Regions from separate parts of the Gasterosteus aculeatus genome. Here region 1 is linked to region 2. Evidence: chromatin contacts called from public Hi-C data. All regions are on one chromosome and are shown on one strand. The core of a region is the stretch at or near the end of the contact, and the rest is flanking DNA. Distances in the headings are between cores, read along the strand shown.

Region 1 (3,508 bases), core at 936-3,435, 83 kb before region 2:
TTGAAAATTTGCTTCATCCGCAACCGTTCACGTCCATGCATTGACCTTGCACGGAATCTACTCTGGCCTATAGTTTGCTTTTGGGGTGAACGTACCATAACACATACAGGGACTAAAATGTTCTAACCTTCACTTTAACTTTTGACATTTTGGTAGTATCTGTAGTAATTCTGCTTTGTACCACGGTCAGGAGGCAGTAGCATATGGCAGTTTCTGTCTCCCAAACAACAGCAGTAATTAAAGAGCAAGCTGGCCTGCTTAATAAGAGACTAATCATCCTGCCCTTTTGGGCTGTCAGTCTATACAGATGAGCTCGCAGGTCAAGGAGATTCATCAAGCAGGACCTCTGGTCACTGTTGTACTGGTTCCTCGGAACTACTCCTTAATCATGTATGTGTATGCCGTATTATACACATCAGCAATAGATTAAATAACTATGTAGTCAAGCCGTGTCCCAGCAATACTTTTTTCTTTTGAAAAAGCATATTTTGTGCGTTTCCATTGAGCGCGCTTTTTTAGAATCAAGAAGGAGAAACAATTCAAGATTTTCAGCTTTGAGGAGGGTGATGAAAACAGACGACTTTTGTTTTAAAGGGTCTTTTTGATGTGCTCAACTATAGTGAAGTGCTACGAGATAAAGAGAACAGACTAACATAAAAACAAGGAAATGTGTGAGAGAGGCGTGTTGACCATATTTATTGAGCCATAATCCAGTAAATTTAAAATTTAAAGTGGCAAAAGAAAAACATTCAAAAACCATTAAGAATATTGTGTAAAATATGAATGTTTTGGACCGTTTAGGACTGTTTCAGGTCCCCAGAACCAAGATTATTGCCCGAATCTCTTTATAATTCCCATAAACGTTTTTAAATCTTCTGGCGGTAAAGTTATAGATTTGTGCGTCATCTGCATATTTATGACAGCAGGCTTCCATAATCTGAGCTAATAAAAGCATAAAGATGTAGAACAGGAGAGGCCCCAGAATCAGTGGCGGTTGAAGGAATGTACTTTTCGTAGGGTCAGCCAAACATCCCAGTATGATGCAAAAAAAGTATCAAACATGCATTTTTACTCTGCATTTAAATATTTAACATTTATTCATACAATTCAGCATATATACATAAAAACAGTATTTGGCATATGATATAAATACCATATTGGAACTATTATAAATATACATATTAAAATAAAGGATAAATATTACAATATAACAATATTCTTATAAAACATGGGTATACATATGTATATAACATGGCCAGCGTGACGGAGTTATCCTTGTGTGTCCGGTGTTCTTTCGTATTCAGGGCGATAAGCCACGGCCCCCCCTCCAGCAATACATTTGTGTTCTATTTAGTGTGAACGCACAATAAGACTATTATAATGTAAAATGGAGTTAGCAAAAGAAAAGATAAAGCAAAAGTGAACTTCAACTAATCTCTTTCATTTGTATTCCTTTTTCTAACATTAAGCAATTTTTTTGATTAAAATATATGAATATACAGAGCCAAAAATTCTACCTGAGAATCTCATTTTGAATGCAGTTTTCTCATGGGGCAAATTAAAACTCAAAATTGCTAAAAAAAAAGAGAAAAATTGTCTTCCTAACTAAATAGCACTAGAGAGGCGTCATAATGTACGTTCGTCTTTTAGTTTAGGTGGGCAGACCTTTTATTGTAATTTTATCTTCTTTATTTGACATAACTCATGTGCTCTGAGCTTGTAAGCTCTTAGTAATATACTCACATAAATCACCAGTGAGGCTAAAAGCACCAATTACTCGCTCGTGAAGTTGACAGACAATGGCAATCGGTTGAAAAGGCAACTTAAGTGTGGTTTGATTGTCACAGGGATAATGTTTCTCTTCTGTCGCAGCGTGCAGAGTGAACTCTCGACCCCCCCCCTCCACCCCTCCACCCCCCTAAATCAGTTGCTGTGATGTGGATCACATTCCTGGCTGTTTACATTATCCCCATAATCCAGACGCTGCCACCAGCCCGGCCTTTCACACCTGTCCGGTCAAGTCCTCGGAAGGGAAACTGTGATACGTTTTGGGAACAGAAAGTCCTTTGTCTGTGCGTCTGTGTGTTTGTGTGCGTGTGAGTGATGTGTGTGTCTGTGTGTGTGTGTCTGAGAGCAGCGAGCGCAGTCACACAATTTGAGAACGGCACACATGTCAGGGATTATACGCAGCTGAGCGATGGCCCACGCACATTCACGCCACGTAAGAGCGTCAGCAGAGTGAGTGATGGAGCGGGTGGATGTGTGTGAACACGCAGGGGAAGACTCCTTTGCTCTGAAGAAGAGACCAGTGAAAAGAGGAAGGTCCTCACTCCAAGCCAAAGGGTTCGTTAGCGCGGAGACCAGAGAGGCGAATACGTGCCGTCACCTCAGTGGCTTCTTTCATAAAAAAATCTGGATAGATTCTTATCGCATCAAATTAATTTCAATTTGCTGGGAGTGATTTCTTTCACGTTTAAAATGTTGCTTTAAACATGGCACTTCATGGGGTTTTCAGTTGAATGGCTTGTCTACTACAAAAGGCTCAATTTTGCTAGCCATTTTGTGTCCAACTACAGCGAAGGCGTATTGGTGTCTGAGAACTACCAATATATAAATTGGGTTGGGGGGGGGGGGATTATGAATCGACATAAAAAGAGCAGAAGAGGCTGCGCATGCGTTCTCATAATAGCAAAGTCACCCGGCGGGCCGCACCGGTTCGGCGGCTGACCGCTAGTCCGGAACTAGGAACGTGTTTTCTTAGTTGAGGTCACGCCCTCTCCTGAACAGCCTTGTTAGGCAAAGTCTGCCGTATCATTGTAACTGCAGGTTAGAGTTCATAAAACTCGTTCACTGACGACAGTTTCCTTTTCAAGCAACCTTTTCTCCCTGTTAGTGAAAACTATTCTACTGTCCCTTAATGTTTGTGTTTCTTTTGCCATTCTGCTTTTATTTGTTCAAAACAAACTGTTGTGTTGCCCGTGCCATGTTGAGTTTATCACTTCCACTGCTCTGAAGTATCATTGATTTTTTTATTAGCCAGCTTGGCCTCTGTGGATTTAAGTGACGGTCAGTTATCGGTCTGCATTTTCCACTATTCAAAAATTCACCATGGGATCTTGAACTGATGAACATGGTGACTCCTACATAATGAATCCTTAAAATCTGCTGATGCCTTAAGCACCATTATTAGGGGAAACCTGCATTTGTCCATATAAATGGAAAACCGATGACACTGCTGTAAATCCTGAGGTTTTACAGGAATGTGCTTCGGGTTTAGTGTTAATGAGTTGCAGTCAGCCTGCTAGCAGACAGAAACTTTAGATGATTGAACACCATCAGAACGACCGCACACTGCTCATTCTGCACATTAGCAAATATGACATGCTACCAAGCTAAACTGATCACGGTTTCGGCGTTCAACGATAGCACGTGATGATTTAACACCCAACGTTTTCTCATGATCTGTTTGTTGTAAACTGTGTCTGTGAGTGAGTGTACACCTCTGTGA
Region 2 (3,835 bases), core at 52-2,551:
CAGTGGTGAACGTGTCACTCTGGTGACTCTCATGCCTCCTTGCTCCGAGTCAGCATGTCTGGTGGAGCTGCGATTCGCTCACGCATGACGGCAGCCTCAGAGAAAGCTGCCAGGCCCTTTCCCTCTCGTCTCCTGATGAAAAATGAAAATACCCCAAAGTCATCTCTGTGTAACCAGAGAACAGGACAGAAGGAGAGCACAGAATCACATGTAAACAAGGTCCTTCATGTAGAAAAAGGACTCTCAGGGTACCTGGAACCCCCGAAGGTGAACCCCTCACACAGAGACACATGTTTATGCGACACGCGGCCGAGCCGCCGACTGATGAGGTGCGGATGGACTTTCTCTTTTGATGAGATGACCGCCAACTGTTATTCTGAAGCTGATTGCATTATGATTAAAACCATAAAGGTGGTCTTCACAAGGTGAAGGCATCTGAGAATGTGTCGGCAGAGGAGAGGCAGGAGTGGATGCACTTCATTCGTCAGCAGCCTGTCGGATCGCCTGGCTGATTCATGGGTCTGCGTGTCAAAAATCTTACCACAAATCAGTTTACCATGAAAAGGAGGCCGACACTCACTCCGTCTGGATTCAGCCACTGGAGGGATTCTCTAGACGTGTGTCAGAGATACGGAAGAGGCCGAGGGAAATTGAGTTCCAGAGCGGCTTCACCCAACTCCCATTTAATGCATTTAATTTGTTCAACCCACCAGCTGCTGCGTCCCTGCAGTCCTTTAATAATTCAGAGCTGGAAGAAAGGAGGCAGCCGTGTTTGCTGCACTTATGCCTACATTTGTTACCTTTTTACACTTCTAGTGCTTCTTTCAAAACGATATATCATCATGCCTCTCCTCCGCTGTGACTAAACTGATTCAGTTATAATTGTGAGAACAAGAAACATTTATTGCCACAGTATGTTGGACGTACGAGGAATTTGACATGGTGGGTGGTGCACAACATTGGACAAAGAAAAAATAACACGGGCTCTGTTCACGAGCCTGTGGAGTTCTGAACTTCTGATCAAGGATCACTACTGTTACCCTCGGCCCTTCTGAGACTAGGTCATAAAAAGTCTGGCTCGAGTTTAAAAATGATAATTATAGAATTTAATAACTACAGAAGCAATAAGCAATACAGTTGAAAAGTTAAATAAAGTATGAATAGTATATTATTATCCCCCGGTCCAGTCTCACATGACCATCAATATTGGTTCACAGGAGGCTTCTGCCTGGTCCTTCTCCAGCTCATCTCTTCTAATCCCCCTGGGGGGGGTGTCGCTTGTGCTGCAGGCGTATGCGATTGGCTGCACATCCTCCTCCCTCGTGGATTCCTTTCTGCTCCGAGACATTACATGACTGGCTCCATCTGATGGTCGAATCTGAAATTTCTCACTGACCTCATCCCATTTCATCACATCTTAACCATTGTGTTTAACTCAGTTATATATGGTCCAAAATCAGAATGTTGGCCTTTTTTTATCTTCTGCTCATTGACTACCTGAAAAAAAACTCCCCAAAAACCCTGTTAGGGGATAAAATTGGGAGAAATCCATAAAGGACGGCAATTAGCATCCGTCCCCAGGTCTTAACGTTACATTGTGGCAGAATGTTAATGTGTACAGTAATGATATGACTTAAATGACAATGGTGTTTATATCATATTGCATTATTTCATCTAACATGATAATAATAACTAATATCTAACATCACACAATTCTAACATTAAACATTACTTACATGTATTATATTTTCAACTACTGGTCGTACAGAGGTTTGCTCTACTGCTTAAATCCCTAACAAGCCCGACTGCAGAGCGATAGTGTCCTGATGAACCGCAGCCTCCTGTCAGATGAAGGGGCAACAGTTGCATTCTGGGGTGAGAGGGGTTGGCTACAATCTTTCTAGCTTGCTTAAGGGTCCGAAAAGAGATCCAGTCCTGGGGGACTGCAGATTGCAGCCGAACACCGTCTATGCAGAACGGATGGCAGAACGGTACCAGACGGTGATGGAGGAGCAGAGGAGCATGGACTCCATGATGGTAGAAGTGCACCATTGTTGAATTTCTTCAGCTGCCTCGGGAGGAACAACCTCTGCTGAGCCTTTTGGTGTTGGAGCTGATGTTCAGCTCCTACTCTGGGATCTCTGGTGGGGATGAGCCCGCCTATAGGCCGAGGTCTGACCATCTGGTGACACAGTGCAGTGAATCCTGATTCCTGATTCCTGAAAACAAGCTGGAGCGCAACGCTCTAAAAACAGTCAAAATGGTACTGAAAATGAATTCCTGCGTAGTGGCGGGGGGCCAGTGGGGCTACCATCTTGACTGTCTTCAGTCTGTAGGCGGGCTCATCCCCACCAGAGATCAGTCCAATGAGGGTGGTGTCATTGGCAAACTTCAGGAGCTTGACGGACTGGTGACTGGAGGTGCAGCCATTGATGTTCAGGGAGAAGAGCAGAGGGGAAAGAACGCAGCCTTGGGGGGAACCGGTGCTGATGGTCCGAGAGGCTGAGACATGTTTCCCCAGCTTCACGTGCTGCTTCCCATCGGACAGGAAGTCTGTGATCCACTTGCAGGTGGAGTCGGGCACGTGCAGCTGGGAGAGTTTGTTCTGCAGCAGAGACGGGATGATGGTGTTGAAGGCAGAGCTGAAGTCCACAAACAGGATCCTGGCGTAGGTTCCTGGGGAGTCCAGATGCTGGAGGGCCATGTTGCTGGGTTTTTTTAAGTGGGACAGGACTAGCCATTCAAAATAATTCATGACTACAGAGTTTAGGGGGCAGGCCTGTAGTCAGTTAGTCCTGTGACCCTGTTTTTGAGGGGACAAGGATGATTGTGGAGGCAGCCTGGTAGGTGGCTTTTCTCCAGTAAGGTTTTGAAGATGGCTGTGAACACCGGAGACAGCTGATCAGCACAATGCTTCAGGGTGGAGGGGAAGACAGAGACCGGGCCAGCTGCTTTACAGTGTTTTAGTTTTTGTTATAAACTTGTTGACGTCTCTCTCCAGAATAGAGAGGGTCGTGACTCGGAGGGGGAGGTGTTGGGAAGGGTGGTACAGGGAGGCATGAGCGGCATGAGTTTGATGGACCGGAATCAGGACTGTCCCATACTTCTAAAGTTTTTAAGTGGGCTCAGTGCATTTCTCAAATTCTCTATGGCAAAATAATGAAAATGACTATATATCTATAATTTTTAGAATGTCTATAAAAAGCTCCTGAAGTCAGGAGGCGCACCGCTGCCTAACAACACTGAAAGCAATTACCTTATGTTTCAACACCCTTTTCACAGGGAGGGATCTGTCTCGAGGGCACTCGCCATGTGTATGGGACTCATTTGGTTCATATTACCATTTCCTGCCGTAGCACATTGAAGCCCCAGCTGTCACTTTCTCGTCCATTGAATGTATTCTATGCGTGATGGCCGTGTTCTTGTATCAACAGAGTATAAAGGAACCTAAAGGAAAGAAACTTTCTGCTTGTACACATTTCTTTGTTTAAATTTCTCTGGCATTGAGCTAGAAGTGATTCCCTGCAGCTCTGGTGACCCTACATGAGTGAAAAATGAGATTGGATGAAAGAATGGGGGGGACTCTCTTCCTTGCCTTTTTCGTGCTGTCATGGGAGTTGTGAATTCAGCAGATAAAGGTGAGCCTGGCCGCCTTCCCCTTCTCAGAGAACAAAGCTATTGTTGAATGTCAGAAAAGGGGCACGAGAATTCTCAATAAAACGAAGGAAAGATGGTGTAATTCGTTTCCCTCCCGCTGTTTCATGCACCTGGATATCTCCCTTGCTGCCTCTCCTCACGCACACACACACACACACACACACACGCCCTTTTCCCT

The links. Hi-C and Micro-C count contacts between places; a contact is called where the count stands out from the background.
Region 1: a Hi-C map of skeletal muscle shows a contact between it and region 2, with 2.0 times the contacts expected there. The contact joins two enhancer-like sites. A contact is called at or near these places in 2 of 6 Hi-C or Micro-C datasets (skeletal muscle and whole body).

The regions. Positions count from the first base shown.
Region 1 is chr18:1,651,713-1,655,220 of fGasAcu3.hap1.1, reverse strand. No RefSeq gene overlaps it. Among protein-coding and RNA genes, the nearest start is that of flrt2, 17 kb to the left of the region's middle. Within about 2 kb of position 2,185, at least 2 of the 9 cell types and tissues checked have open chromatin away from gene starts, as enhancers often do.
Region 2 is chr18:1,567,432-1,571,266 of fGasAcu3.hap1.1, reverse strand. No RefSeq gene overlaps it. Among protein-coding and RNA genes, the nearest start is that of flrt2, 100 kb to the left of the region's middle. Within about 2 kb of position 1,301, at least 1 of the 9 cell types and tissues checked has open chromatin away from gene starts, as enhancers often do.